Regions from separate parts of the Mus musculus genome. Here all the other regions are linked to region 1. The links are chromatin contacts, called in public HiChIP or PLAC-seq and Micro-C maps. All regions are on one chromosome and are shown on one strand. Each heading gives the region's core, a stretch centred on a gene start, on an enhancer-like site or on the middle of the called end of the contact. The rest is flanking DNA. Distances are from core to core; before and after follow the strand shown.

The links. Hi-C and Micro-C count contacts between places; a contact is called where the count stands out from the background. HiChIP or PLAC-seq counts read pairs in DNA pulled down with a chosen protein or histone mark.
Region 2: a contact with region 1 is called in a Micro-C map of the HL-1 cell line, with 3 times the contacts expected there. The contact joins the enhancer-like site here to the promoter of Dgkq in region 1. A contact is called at or near these places in 10 of 39 promoter capture datasets (the 3T3-L1 cell line, the C10 cell line, cranial neural crest and 4 more), 1 of 15 datasets of contacts at CTCF or cohesin (large pre-B cells), 5 of 484 Hi-C or Micro-C datasets (the HL-1 cell line, embryonic stem cells and myocytes) and 1 of 9 other capture datasets (adipose tissue).
Region 3: an H3K27ac HiChIP or PLAC-seq map of embryonic stem cells shows a contact between it and region 1, with 5 read pairs. The contact joins the enhancer-like site here to the promoter of Dgkq in region 1. A contact is called at or near these places in 4 of 39 promoter capture datasets (the 3T3-L1 cell line, the C10 cell line, cranial neural crest and 1 more), 3 of 484 Hi-C or Micro-C datasets (the AML12 cell line, the G1E-ER4 cell line and brown adipocytes), 5 of 115 datasets of contacts at active chromatin or transcription factors (the 230-238 cell line, embryonic stem cells and memory CD8 T cells) and 3 of 9 other capture datasets (adipose tissue, embryonic stem cells and pancreatic islet).

What each region holds. Positions count from the first base shown.
Region 1 is chr5:108,657,801-108,662,843 of GRCm38.p6, forward strand. Dgkq (diacylglycerol kinase, theta) reads right to left here and starts at 3,030. Exons shown (of 23, transcript NM_199011.2): 1 at 2,643-3,030; 2 at 406-485. The coding sequence starts at 2,895. It overlaps Idua (iduronidase, alpha-L), which reads left to right and starts at 2,531. Exons shown (of 15, transcript NM_008325.4): 1 at 2,531-2,698.
Region 2 is chr5:108,216,680-108,221,722 of GRCm38.p6, forward strand. It overlaps Ccdc18 (coiled-coil domain containing 18), which reads left to right. Exons shown (of 29, transcript NM_028481.1): 27 at 4,019-4,219. Among named protein-coding and RNA genes, the nearest start is that of Dr1, 50 kb to the right of the region's middle. Within about 2 kb of position 2,767, at least 1 of the 459 cell types and tissues checked has an H3K27ac peak or open chromatin away from gene starts, as enhancers often do. A contact at or near this core is called in the HL-1 cell line, where this site is marked.
Region 3 is chr5:108,329,370-108,334,412 of GRCm38.p6, forward strand. Pigg (phosphatidylinositol glycan anchor biosynthesis, class G) reads left to right here. Exons shown (of 13, transcript NM_001310689.2): 7 at 2,606-2,823; 8 at 3,315-3,596. Among named protein-coding and RNA genes, the nearest start is that of Pigg, 19 kb to the left of the region's middle. Within about 2 kb of position 1,907, at least 5 of the 459 cell types and tissues checked have an H3K27ac peak or open chromatin away from gene starts, as enhancers often do. A contact at or near this core is called in embryonic stem cells, where this site is marked.

The sequences.
Region 1 (5,043 bases), core at 1,780-4,279:
TTTACATATTTTCCAGTGTTAATAACTTACACAACTAGTCAGTGTCATAGCCAGAACACTGAGAGTGCATGCAGTCCAAGCATAGTACCCAGACTCCAGGACTCCTCATTTGCCCTTTTGCAGCTACATCCTCTTCCTAACCTTGAACCTCTGATCTGTGTTCCTCTGGCTTCCTCATTCCGAGTGTTCCATAGACAAGAATGTGCCCTTGGACACTGACTTTTCTCAGTCTCTAGAAATCCACTCAAGGTGCTCAGCTCATCAATGGCTCCTTCCTTTTTGATTGTGAGCAGAATTCTGCCCTTTGCTCCCTAACCATGAGGTGGCTAAACTGAATAATGCAAAGGACAGCCAGAGGTCAGCCCTTAACCCCATGAAAGCCATATGTACTGCCCCCACACTCACCCGGACGAGGCTTGGTGCAATGCTTGTGCACGGGGTCTTCACCTGCTTCAGGCACTTCTCATGGGACATGAAGTTGCAGACTGCAGGGAAGAGATGTGCCAATCAGTCCACCTTGCTAAACACCATAACAGGGCTAAGAGTCCATCATAAAGAGGTCACTCAGCCAGAGCTGACTGGGGGAAGTTCTTGAGCTGAGCCAGTGAGCATGGTACCCATCCCTGTTTCATCCTGTGATCCTAGGCAGTAACACCATCCTCAGGAGCTGGATGCCATATTAGAACCATGGTGGAAGATGAGTGTGTTCTGCTGTCTTGGGAGTGGCCCAATCCCCTCACACTGCCTCAGTTCCCTTGTCTCTGGGGCCAACAGAGCAGAGAGCTGAGTCCCCAAAGACAGGGTGCACATAAACAAAACACACCTGGTTGGGGAGGGGGGCTTGTTTCCAGACCTCAGCACAGCAGAGCTTCAGCAGTGAAACAAACTTGGAGATGTACAAGAGGGGACAGAAAGCTGTGTGACATATCAGAGGCAGGGCAGGACAAGGGAGTGAGGGGCCTGGGCTGGGCTCCACAGGTGGGATACTGATGAGAGGCTGTAGAAATGAAGGGACATGGCTACTAAGTCAGCCTGAGAAGCCAGAGCCTATCCAGAGGGCCCCAGCTGCTGCTTCCCTCCTGCTGAGACCCCAGACACCTCATTCTTAGAAAGAGACAAAAGTTTTCCATGGGATGCTCTGCTTGAAGGATGCTAGGAGAAAAGCGGATGACTAAGTAATGACCTAACAGGAATCTTCCCAGGCTCTCAATTTTCTCCACCTCAAAAGGTCTTGCCAGCTGCCTTCCCTGTAGGCTGAGACCGTCTTATGTTCCTGCAGGTGGAAGGCTCCTGCCCATACCCTTGTGAGGACAGCTACAACAACGCTGCTTAGAAGGGGCTCTGCACCCTCTTCTGGGTAACAGAACCTTGGGCTGCTATACATGAGGAGTTTGCTTAGGTTTCCTGATTCCACAGACCTAGGCTCAGGGGTCAAATCTGTGAGGGGTTCCTTGGATTCAAATCCTACTTTCATTATCTCTCAGTTCTGCAGAGATCCTAGGTCTAGCCTCCTATCTGTGGGTTTGCCTCCACTACCTTTACCTTCCCAGAATAGACTTAGACTTCAAACTATGCCTTCTATGACTTTCAGCCATAAAGTGAGTCAGAGGACCATCCTGCCTAGGCCACCTTTGTACGGCCTGGGGCATAGCTTCAGATATGCAGCTAAGTCAGTGTATACCTCACAGCCTCCATCTCAGTGGGACTCTGATATTTTAAGAGGGCAGATAGGACAGAGAAAAACAGGTGACCACTCCTATGTCACTACTAGCCCTGAGATCCCATGACAACCTTGCCATCCTCACTAGCAGAAGACACGCCTCTGTGAGGAGCTATGGCCTCAGTGATCCTGCCCAGAGCACACTAGTGTTCCCCAAATAGGGCAGGTTCATTGCTCCCACCTTCGGACCCTGGTCAGGTGACACTGTCAAAGGCCCAGATGTCCCCCACAGATTTGGGTCTCAGCTTCTTGTGAAGCTGCCTCTTCACAAGAGTAAGAATAAAAAGAGGGGCAGTCATGGAATTACCTGGAGAGCTGAGAAAGAGGTGCCATCCTCTGTCCTGCCCAGCCGGCTTGGCAGCTGGGTGGGAGCTGTGCTGGGACATGCCACAACTGTAAAGAAGGCTGGGCCTAGCTCTCCAAGCAGTTGAGCCTGAACAGAGCAGCATTAAATCCCTCTGTGCATCAGCATGCACTCGGGACAAGAATGCCCAGGACCCACAGCCAGCCACTCCTGCTGCCCCAGTCACTGACACGGGTCACTAGTGGGAGCCCCATTGCCCCAAGTCTCAGTCTTACCTTCATATCTCTATGCCCAGGCCCAACAACTGCCTCAGCACACACCTTGCCTCTTACAGCGCCTTTGCATTACAACAACAGCACTGCACTATGGCGACTCGGTCTCCACCTCCCACTAGGAAATCCTGAGATCTCAGGTCAAGAGAGGCCAGACCCAGGGTACCCCTCCTTCCTGACCTTAAAAGCAGGGTGTCACCTCCATAGGAAAGTCCTACTCAAACCAGAGTCTGTCTCTGTGCCCACCCACTGCCAAGAGGGACAGGTCTCAAAGGTCAGGGCAGTGTCCCGGGAAGGAGGGCATCGGCTCCTGGGAGCGGCCTTAGGACGCGGGGTGGACTCTCACCATCGCACAGGAAGCCAGCCAGTCCCCAGATGAAGTCCGAGCAGAGGTGGCAGAAGGTAGGCTTGGTGAGTGTCACCTTGCGAAAGCTGTGGCCAGGTGCTGCGGAGCCAATAGCTCTGCTAGTCCGCTCCGGCCCTGACCCCGGGCGTGTGCGGCCCGAGATGCCCAGCACTGGACTGCCGGCCGGGCTGCCAAGACGTGGGGAACCACTGCCCGGCCAGGTCCGGGCACCGGGCTCGGCTGCCGCCGCCATCCACAACCCGAGCGCCCCAGCTCCAAGCGCACGATAAAGCCAGGTCCGCGGTGTAGAGAGGGCCCTCGGCAGAGCCCGCTCCCGGCTTCCGACTGCGCTACCTAACGCGCAGGCTCACGTGGGCGGGGCCAGACTGGAGAGGGCCTCCTGAGGGGCGGTGCCGTCCTGCCAAAGGCGGGGCCTCTGGACTAGACAGAGGGGCATGGTGGCCCAAGAGGATTTGTTCTGACCTCCAGCGCCAGATTCTCCACACAGGATACTAGATATATGAGGCCTTTGCTCGTATAAGCATAGGAGAAGCTATATGGAAACATTCAGTGGGACTTCCACAAGCTCCTTTAACCCCTAATTCTACGCGCGCGCGCGCGCGCGCACACACACACACACACACACCCTCACACACACCATGGCAAAACTTTCTCCCACTGTGTTCCCAGGTCTTTGAGTACCTGCATGCAAGGGAAGGCCATCCACAGTAACCATAGCTTTGTGTTGTCCAGACAATGCCTATGACTTTGGACCTAGGAGTCATTCTGCCTCTATTGTCAGCAGCCCTCAAGGGCCCTGCTTCTATAGGCCGACTCTGTTTTGGAGTTGGGGAAACACTACTGGAATGGTGATCCAAAAAGTTCCTGGCCTCTAGCCTATTCCCAGTAGCCACAGAGTGCATCAAGGGAAGGAAACAGCGACGAGAGAGCTCTGTGTGTATGAGGACATCCTGGTCTATCTAGTGAGTTCTAGGATAACTGAGGCTATGTAGAGAGGCTCTGTCTTTTAAAAAAATATATATTTATTTTATTTTATCAGTATGATTGATTTGCTTACATTTTGTCTGTGCCTGGTGTCAGAGGAGGTCAGAATAGAAAACTGGATTTCCTGGAACTGGAGTTACAGATGTTTTTGAGCTGCCATGAAGGTACTAGAAATAGATCTAGGGTCTTCTACAAAAAAACAAATGCTCTTAATCTCTGAGCCATCTCTTCAGTTTCCTTAGTAGTCTTCTTAACAAGTCCTGGAAGTTTCTAGTACAATCTAAACTAGGTCTAGAATGTTTTTTGTCTCTGAGACTTACTGTCAAATAAGCTCACCCTTTCTTATGCTTCATGAACTCTTGCTGGCTGCTCAACTCTGCTGATCTGGCTCAAATTCCTCTCCAAGCTGACTGATTCAGTATGGCTTCTCTCTCGGCCTCTGACTTTTTGCCCTGCTTGACCTCAAACTAACTCCAGCAATCTATTCTACTCTTCTAACTCCTTCTCATTCTCTGGCTCATTCTGTCTTTACCTATGCCTAAATTGTTCTCTCTGTAAAACTCTCCCAGTAAAATTGTTTGCTTGCTTGCTTGCTCTTCCCCTCTTCCTCTCTTCCTCTCCCCTCTCTCCTGCTCTCTCTTAAATAGCTTTCCTTTCCTCTCTCTTCTTGTGAGATGTGGGCAGTCCTATTCTGTCAAATCATTCTCTGATTTACCACTTTGCCATTTAATCAGACATCATTTTCAAACATGGGTGCTTCCTTCTATAAACTAACTTTACCTTCATTGTTTGGAATTAAAGATGTGTGCTAAGGGCTAAGCCACATCATAACTAAAAAAAGATTTGTTCAGTAAATAACACAGTCTCAGGGTTTACAGTTTGATTAAATATCTTGCAATACTTCCCCTCTTATCACTAATAAGGAAATAACAGCTCAACTGTAGAATAAGCTACTTTTGGGTTTCGCTCTGTTACAAAAGATCCAGATTTGATTCCCAATCACTCCTCCATCATCTCCTCCTCCTCCTCCTCCTCCTCCTCCTCCTCCTCCTCCTCCTCCTCCTCCTCCTCCTTCTTCTTCCTGGAACTCACTTTGTAGACCAGGCTGGCCTCGAACTCAGAAATCCTCCTGCCTCTGCCTCCCAAGTGCTGGGATTAAAGGTGCGCCACCACCTCCCAACAGCTTAAAACCTTCTATAACTCCAGTTTCAAGATTATCTTCTGGCCTTTATGGCCACCAGGCACACACATGGAAAGTGATTCTTTAGCTTCTTAGTGAGTGATGCCATTGTGAACCTGTGGTTTTTCTAGGGTTCCTCTGTTCCTCTTCGCTAGTCTTTTTGCAGACTATATCTAGTGTGGTGTATGCCCGTAACAGCTCAGGGTGCTAAGAAAC
Region 2 (5,043 bases), core at 1,517-4,016, 440 kb before region 1:
TTCTAAAAACAGCCAATTTTTTTCCAAAAGTTTACTTAACTTAATCTGGAATGGATTAACAACATTAAAGCTTTTTTTTTAATTAGATAATTTCTTTATTTACATTTCAAATGTTATCCCCTTTCCTAGTTTCCCCTCTGAACACCCCCCCCCCCCCACCCTGCTTACCAACCTGCCCACTCCTCCTTCCTGGCATTCCCGACTAGACCATCCTCTGCTACATATGCAGCTAGAGCCACAAGTCCTACTATGTGTTTTCTTTGATTGGTGGTTTAATCCCAGGGAGCTCTGGGGGTACTGATTGGTTCATTTTGTTGTTCCACCTATGGGGCTGCAGACCCCTTCAGCTCCTTGGGTACTTTCACCGGGGACCCTGTGCTCTGTTCATTTCTTTTAAAACGTTTGAAAATATTACCGAAACTCATTGTATATGTTCTAAATAATCTTGAGTTTGGTGCTAAGAAAACATTTTTTTTTTCTGTAAAACAAAGGCTAAAAAAGCATTTGTATTATACCTTTTTCCCCTTGGAACATTGTCTCAGGATGTAGCGCTTACTTTTGTGGAACTCTATGTAAACCAAGCAGGCCTCAAACTCACAGAGATCCATCCACCTGCCTGTGTCTCCTTAGTGCTGGGATTAAATATATGTGCTTTTTTTTTCCCCCTACTTTTGTATTAAACTCTTATTGAGAGTTTAGTAACAATTTATGAGGCCCTGGGGATGGGGAGAGGGGACTTGTAACTATGTCTTATTTAAATGCATTTAGATTCAGATCTCTTTAAAAACATTGTGTCTGCAAATGAAACACATTTTCAAGCTGAATCCACATCTTGTAAGTTTTGTAATCTTTAAGGATAACTATTAGTCCATCTCAAGTATTTGCCATTAACTGTTCATATTTTCTAATCTGTTATCTATAGTTACCCATTTGAAGCCATTAATTTATAAATTACCTAAAATTAGTTAGTCAGCTAGTTCATAACTTTTTAAAATGGTTCTCGGAGATGGAGCTCAGCTAGAACCGATGCTCTTATAGAGGATTCAGGTTCATTCCCCAGCTCCCATATATAGCAGCTCACCACTGACTATACCATCAGTTCTCAGGGGATATGATATCCTCTTCTGACCTCCATGGGTACCAGGCATACATGCAGCAAAATACTCATACACATAAACTTAAAAAATAAAATAACCTTTAAGGTTAGAGAGATGACTCAGCAATTAAGAAAATAATTGATCTTCCAAAGGACCCAGGTTTGATTCCCAGGACCTACCTATATCAGTGATTGATACAACTACCTATAACTCTAGCTCTAGTATGTCTATGCCTCTGGCTTATATAGACATTACTAACTTAATTACACACTCGCACATGCATACAGTTAAAAATAAAATAAATATTTTAAAAAGTCTTAATGTTTTTAGTAAATGGGAATATTTTTAAGTATGACAAAAATATATAATTTATATAAAACATTTTTCCTTTTGATTGCTAACAAAGATTTATTTTAAAAGTGTGTGTGTTGCTTCTATATACAATGAGGGGACTGAGCCAGGCACACTTGTACATGCCTGTAATCTCAACATTTGAGAAAAACATAGGTTCGAAGTCAACTTTGGCTACATAGCAAGGTCTTGAGACCATGTCTTTAAAAACCCTAAAAATTAAAAAAAAAAAAAAAAACCCAAACAAAAAAACCCCCCAAAAATACCCTAAAAATAAGTAAATGTATAAATTAAACAAGAAGATATAGCATTATAGGTACAGTTTAAAAAGGAATTTCCAGTTTTCATTTTAATTTTATGTATATGGGTGTTTTGACTGAAAGTCTGTGTCCCACATGTGTGCAATGCCTGAGTATGCCAGAAGAGGTTGTTGGATGCCCTGTGTGGTGGTTTGAATAAAAATGGCTTCTCTAGCCTAGTCTACAAAGCGAGTTAGGTCAGCCAAAGCTACACAGAGAATCCGTGTCACAAAAATCAACCAACCAACCAATCAATCAATCAATCAATCAATCAATCAATCAAATAAACCCAAACCAAACAAAAGGCCCCATTGCCCAATAAGGAGTAGCACTATTAGGAGGTATAACCTTGTTAGATTTTGAGGTCTCAAATGTTCAAGCCTGGCCAGTGTATCATAGTTGCCTCCTGCTCCTTGCAAATCAGAATACAGAGCAAGGGGACCACTCCTCCTTTACTGTTGGGAGTGCACACTTGTGTAGTCACTTTGGAAATCAATGTGGCCAGTTTCTCAGAAAACTGGTAATCTACCTCAAGACCCAGCTATACCACTCCTAGACATATACCCAAAGGACACTCCATCCTACCCAAGGACACTTGTTCTTCTGTGTTCATAGCAACTTTATTCATAATAGCAGAAACTAGAAACAACCTAGATATCAGTCAACCAAATAATGGATAAAGAAAATGTGATATATTTAAACAATAAAGTATTACTCATCTGTTATAAAAATGACATCATGAAATTTGCAGGCATGGTTGAATTCCTCGTGACCAGTCCCTAAAGGGATGATGAGTCTTTCTCTGACTGTGTCCGTGCCAGAAGCCATCAACTAATTCCCGTGTCCACACTATAGCCTGCACCATGGAGTAGGGCCAGCTTTCCTGTGCTCACTCCACTGCCTACCTAAATGTGCTATGAATTGGAAAGGGCCAGCACCAGCTCTCCTGTACCCACAAACATCAACATGGCTTTAGTGGCAGCCCACATCATGGGCATCCACATGAATTGTGGTGCTAACATAGGCTGCAGACATCAGCATGTCCCCTGGCTGTATCAGGACCACTGACCCAGTCATGGCCTCAGCAGCTTCACAGACCGTGGACCTCAATACAGTCTTAAGAGGTGACAATACCATTCACTTCAGGATGGACACCCACCCACACCACCCCGACTCCTACCGAAGCAGCAAAGCCAAAGGCATCAGTCAGTGGCACAGACCTACATGTGTTCATGTGAATCTCGGTTTCACTGTAGACAGCATCATGGCCCACAGGTACCAACATGACCTCCAGTGGCATCACAGACCATGATGGTACTTCAGAGGGGTCCAGTCCAGAAAGTGAATCTTTCCTCATCTCATTGCCCAGAGCCAGGGGGATTCCCCGCCTGGGAGGCAGGTTTGGGGACTGTGTCTGCATCTGCATGAGCTCAAGACTGTTGTATGCAATTCCGTGGGCCCTACTGAGCAATGACAGTATATCGGCCTCAGCCTCTCATCTTGTCACTGCCATCACTGTCTCCAGTCCCCTAGCTCTGCCTCTCTCTACAGCACACACTGCTCAGTTTTTCTATCTTTCCTACCTCTCTATCACTATTCATTGTAGTGGTGTTTCCAACCCACAACACAAGACCTGGGTGACACTCTCAACATTACCCATTTTTAATTTTTTCCCTGCTGCTCAACACCACCAACATTGTGACCCAATGCCCCTATCTCTTATTTCTTTCTCTTCTCTTCTCTTCTCTTCTCTTCTCTTCTTTTTCTTTTTCTTTTTCATGCTTTTGGGTTTTGTTCTTTGTTCTTTGGGGTTTTTGTTGGTGGTGGTGGTGTTGCTGTTGTTTGTTTGGATTTTTCTTTTTTGAGACAGAACCTCTCTATATAAGCCCCGACTGTCCTGGAACTCACTATGTAGACTAGACTGTTCTGGAATTTGAAGAAATCACCAGCCTCTGCCCCTGGAGTACAGGGATTAAAGACATGTACTACCACACCCAACTATGAGAATATTTTCTTTATATTACATGTACAGTCATTTCTCGTATTTCTCCAGTTGTCTCTAAAGTTTCTTTTAAATTTATATAAGTCTGAATCAAAGTATGATGTATAGCTAACTATTAAGTGAATGTAAGCTTGTGTTCTTTTCTTCCTTGAGTATTGCATTTAGTGTGAAATCAGATGTTTACAGCTATACATTTAAGGAAAAATAATAGTAGCAGGTATTAGAATAACTCCATCCTGTTTTCTTTTTATAATTTTGGGATTATAAAGATGATTTCACATCAAGAGAACCATGCAAAGTGGAAGCTTTCTGCTGAATCTCAGAAGACGTCTGTTCAACAACTGAATGAACAACTAGAGAAAGCGAAACAAGAATTGGAAGAAGCTCAGGATACTGTGAGCAATTTGCATCAACAAGTTCAAGACAGGAATGAAGTCATTGAAGCTGCAAATGAAGCATTACTTATTAAAGTAAGTAAACATAAAAGTAATGAAATACATTTGTGAAAAATATATTTTCCTTTTCTCATTTATAGAGGTCTTCATGACAGATTATTGATTTGAAATAAAATATATCTTTTTTAGAAAAAAATATGAGACATAATTAACATATCATTACTATAAAATAATTTATATGTTTAAATATAAATTCTTATATTTATAATATTTACTCTTGGGTTTTATATCTGATGTGCCTTAAAAAATATTGAAGCTTTTTCAAAATTAATAAAGCTACTTTGAAAATTATGAGATTAAAAATAATAAGATTACATTCAGAACTTTTTTTTAACTGGATTTAAATGTATATGTTTTTTAAATGGCCTACACTGTGTGTTCATCTGTTTTGATTATAGCAGTTTGTGTGGAGTTTGAAATTAACAGTATGGACACATAAATCCTCATTTACAACTGCTAATGTATAAGGTAAAGTTATCAGTGAAGACCTTTAAAAAGAACAGAGTGGTAGCAAGATAAAAGTCATTGAAAAAGAAATAAAATTAATACCTTCTCCGTATTTGCATTTTGTGCTTAACTCAGTAACTCATTCTTTTTCAGCAATAGTTTACTGTTATATACATGTGAATAGACATAATCTCAAATTATATTTAGGTGCTGGTAATATAGGTTAGTGACTGAGTTTGTGTTTAACATACAGGATGTTCTGGATTCAGTCTTTTGCATTAATAGAATATTTAGGCTAACCACTGTGTTTGTGCATGTATGTTAAGAATGAACATACTAGTGTTTGGCTGTGGGTCTCTGCATCTGTTTCCATCAGATGCTGGATGAAGTCT
Region 3 (5,043 bases), core at 657-3,156, 330 kb before region 1:
TTCCTGACTCCATCTCTTGAATAGCATTAGTCACTAGGCCAGCCATTGCTTGGTAGTTTTATATATGTTGTTGCTAGCAAAATTATCGCCTAGCAAATTGCCAACAAAAAACCCAACTGCTAAGGATTTTGATGTTTCAGAACTATTAGGATAGAAAAAATTAGGAACCATGTTAAATGGAAAGCAAACAAGCCTGCAAAGGTTAGCAGACATTGTCGTGGGTCCTTCATTCCTAGGAGGCCTACCTGTATCCCACCATCAGTACATGTTCTACTCTCTGAACCCCACAAGAAGACCAGCAGAATCTTCCACAACATCTAGCCAAATCTGATCTTCTTGCACTCTGTCTTTTTTTGAGTTCTGTTGGGAATAGTTCCTCCCCACACCCCACCCTGCACTCCCCAGGAACTTTGGATAAGATGTTCATAGTGACAGATGCTCTTCTCCGGTACCTCATCTGATTGATTCCTGGTCATCCTTTACAGTCAGCTTATCAGTCTGTCCTTGCCCTATTCATATTTCATTTCCAATCTAAAATGAGTTACTCCCCATTGCCACAAATGTCTCCTGTCATTTGCTTTTCCTTCATAGCATTCTTTGTGATTAAAGTTTTTTCTTTTTATGTGTATGGGTGTTTTGCTTGCGTGCATGTCTATGTATCATGTGTATTCAGTGCAGAGGCCAAAAGGAAAAAAAAAAAAATGTTGGGTGGTTGTAACCACCATGTGGGTCCTGGGGATCAAGCCTGAATCCTCTGATGGAGCCACCAGAGCGTTTAACCACTGAGCCATCTCTCTGGCCTCCATTCTTCACAATTGGTTATCACATATGTCCATGCCTACAACATAATTTTTTGTTTGCATTTGTTTGCATTTGTGTACACTTCTAAACCCAAGTGGAGGCAGGCAGGAGTTGTACTAGTTTATTCACCATTTTGTTTCTTTTTCTTTTTAAATTTAAGATCCTTTGTGTTGATTCCGTGTCTAGGACACAGTCGGTGCTTAGCAAGCATTCATTTGGCTGCATGAACAGGGACCCCAGGTTTCTAGGACTCCTTTTGTAGAGGCTGTAAAATTAACACAAATATCCTGTGTCTCTGAGGCTTATTTGTAGAGATCTGTAAGGCTGTTGAGTAATACACAAAGATAGACCAGATCTTTGTACTTACTTATGGAGGCTGTGGGTTATAGACACAGGTACCCCGTGTCTCTGTGACTTTGTTGTGGGGGCTACAGGGTGCCATCAGGCTTCTATACATCGCTTATAGAGACAGTGGGATATAGGCGAAGATGGCCTGAGTTTCTGTGACTCCCTGGAAGAGAGGCATGGATTATGAATACAGATCACTGCGGAGGCTTGGGGTGTAGACACAGACACTCTTACTTTGGTGGTGTAGCAGTGAGGGCACCAGCTGTGTACTTATTGTCAGTAGTAAGGACATGTGCAACCTGAAATGTTCAGATTGTGTCACTGAACCCTTGTCCTCAGCAATATGCCTGCAGGGTTCTGCTGCCACTGCTGCTGCCTCTGCTGCTTCGGTAGCAAAGCATAAGTTGTATTCACATAGCTCTGTGCAGCACATTGGGGGTGATAAAGGAATCTGTGGTCCTGATGAAGTACGAGGTGCATTTTAAAGAACAGAGCATCTCAGCAAGAAAAAGTCTTGTTTTTAGACCCATTTAGTTACAAGCAAGCACAATACAGTAAAGAATAACAGACCAGATCTGGGAAGCAGACTGTCAGCTTCTTGCCTTCAATAACACTACCTGTAGACCTAAAGGCAAAAGGCAGCCATGTGCCTGGGCCACACCCAGAAGCCAGACATTTAGTCCCAATATCTTCAGTGGCCATTGTAGTCACTGGGGAACAAAGGCTACTTAAACCTTTGAACGGTGGTTGGGTGGGGGCTTTCAGGGTGAGTGTACATCATTGGCCAGGGCCAGGGCACTGAAAATGTCTCATTAGCATAAGGAAGAATTCCAGGGAGTTTAACTGGGCTATGTAACCTCCTGGTGGGGTGGTAGGGTGGTGGGGGTAATGGGGTGGTGTGGGTGGATACTTGTGCCAGGACATACACATGACATGACCCTACTCCTGACAATCTCACGATGAGATTTCTGGGGTTTGGACATGCCTGGACCCAACTCTTGCTCTCAACCAGTTATACTCCCCCACTTATACTGCCCCTACCCACACCACCCCCGCCCCACTCAGGCTCTGGCCATGTTGGCAGTAGATGGATATACATCATCAACTGTTACAGTGTTACTGCGGTTTTGCTGACCTTTCCTGCCTAGGAACAGATTGCCTTCATTAGGTATCAGTTCTTAAAAATGTCCCAGTAAGGGCTGGTGAGATGGCTCAGTGGGTAAGAGCACTCGACTGCTCTTCCGAAGGTCTGAAGTTCAAATCCCAGCAACCACATGGTGGCTCACAACCACCCGTAATGAGATCTGATGCCCTCTTCTGGTGTGTCTGAAGACAACTACAGTGTACTTACATATAATAAATAAATAAATCTTTAAAAAAAAATTAATTAAAAAAAAATGTCCCAGTAAGTGAATGTGCTAAAATTATAAGTATGTCTAATCTTTTTGTCTGATAGATCCTGGATTTGAGCAATTTAAAATGGCAGAAAAGTTACATGGAAACTGGGTCAAACTGCACTTGGAGGAAAACCATTCAGACATTCTGCTTGGCCTGGGGACCAAAGTACTCAGGCATTACCTGGGTGCCCTGAAGACCCTGAGTCTGTCCCTGAGCACACAAGTGGCTCAATATGACATGTACTCCATGGCAGTGGGAACACTCATAGTTTTGGAGGTACACATGTTTGTATTCTCATGGTTTAGGTGTTAAATGGATTGTGCAACTCAGCCAAACATAAAGGTTTTGAATTTATATATCATTACTGCTGGGTATGGTGGTATATGTCTGTAATTCCCAAATTCAGTCTACTAAGATGGGAGAATGGCTACATCATGCCAGCCTGGGCTACAAAGATCCTATGTCTGAAAAGAAGAATGTCAGTGCAACACAGAAAATAGGAATGTTCTTTATTTTTCCATTGTGCACCCAGATTTAAGAGATTTCATGAAGTATTTGCATGAGGCAAATGGCTTCATTCAGCATTGCTATAAAAGATGAAAATATAAGTCAAGCTCTGCAGTTTTGGCAAGCAACTAAAATTAATTTTCCCTTGGGTCATTTTGTTGTTGCTCTTGTGTGAGCAGCAGGTTAGGATGGGTTGGGCTAATTCGAGTGGACTTTCCTATCCCTGGGCGTCCCTGTTCACCCTTGATCTTCTTTTTCAGGTTCTCGCCCTGTTCCTCCTTAGCACTCCACATGTGCTGTGCAGAAAGGCTGAGCTGGATGTTCCTCTGTTGTCGCCTGTGTTTTCGCTGCTCTTTTACTTGGTGTTTTTGGTTCTTTCGGCCATTCATGTCCTGGTGTGCACCTCATCTGAGAGCTCGTGCTACCTCTGTAGCCTCTCGTGGCTGGCAGTGGGGGCTGTGATGCTACTTGTGTCTGCGCTGTTCTGTGCAATTTTGTCTGCTCTTATCAGGATGGTCATTGACAGCACTCTGCTGAAGAAGGTATATGATGTGGTCCTTGTGGGTGGGCTTTTGTTTTGTTTTGCTAGCTAATCTTTCACTAATACAAATTGGTTGAAAATCTTGTATGTACCAGCATTGCAGTGCTGCAGTGCTTTGAAAGACCAAACATCATATAGACTGCAGGAGAAAGACCTAAGCATATCTCCCCAGGCTTCTGTGCATCGTTGTCTATAATATTCTGTTGTGTAGTCAGGTCATATGCTTTTACTCTCAGCTGGAAAGAGCTGGACTGGACCAGAGGTGATAATGGGGCTTCTGGATGTAGAAGACAGAGAGCATGTGTAAACTCAGAATCTCTGGGTTTCAAATGATGGACAGTGAACAGGTGGCCATTCAAGAGGCTCCCGGGGAAGTTTGATCCCTTGTTGATCTGTTGTGCCTTACCAAGCTTTCTTTTCAAGGCTTACATTTTTCTATGAACTTCTTGGTCTCTGGCAACCTTTGCTTATTAGGCAGGTGATGTGTGAAGTGATGTGTGATGGAGCAGTGTGAAGGAGCTGTGTGGTTGTATTAGAGCCCACAGTATCTAGGCCCTGGGATTGAGGAAGCCTGAGCAGTGGCTTTGGCTCCACCCAGAATACCTTGTCCTTCTGCTCCCTTTCCTATCACAGGGCCTTCGAGGATCCCCTGTTGTGTGTCTGGGTCTAGGCACAGTCTCTTTAGGAACTTTCTGGGTTAGTAGTGCTTCTCTGTGTACATTGCTATACATAGCTAACAGTTACCAGAACGATAAGTGACAAGAACGTCTTCATATTAAACTTGTGTGTGTGTTTGTATACCCCATAGTGCACATGTGGAGGTCAGAGGACAACTTGTGAGACTCAGTTCTCTTCTACCTTTTGTGTCCTGAGAATAGGACTCAGATCATCAAGTTTGGCAGCAAATGCCTATACCTGCCAAGCTATCTCATCAGCCCTTGAACTGTTTTTTTTTTTGGTTTTTTCATAAAGAACAACATTTACTTGGGGCTGGCTTACAGGTTCAGAGGGTCAGTCCATTATCAGCAAGCATAGGGAGCGTCCAGGCAGGCATGGCGCAGGAGGAGCTGAGAGTTCTACATCGTCATCTGAAGGCTGCTAGTGGAAGACTCACTTACAGGCTGCTAGGGTGAGGGTCTTAAGCCACACCCTCAGTGCCATGCCTATTCCAACAAGGCCATACCTCCTAATAGTGCTACTCCCTGGGCCAAGCATATACAAACCATCACATTCTACTCCCTTGCCCCCATAGGCTTGTTCAAACACATGAGTCTATAGGGGCCATATCTAACCATAGCATAATAAAACGTACATTTAGTACAACTTTCAAAGTTCCCATTGTCTATAGCAGTCTCGACAATGTTAAAAGTCCAAAGTTCAAATTCTCTTCTGAGATTTATCTAATCACTCAACTATAATCTCCTAAGCTAGACAGGAAGCCAGCTGGG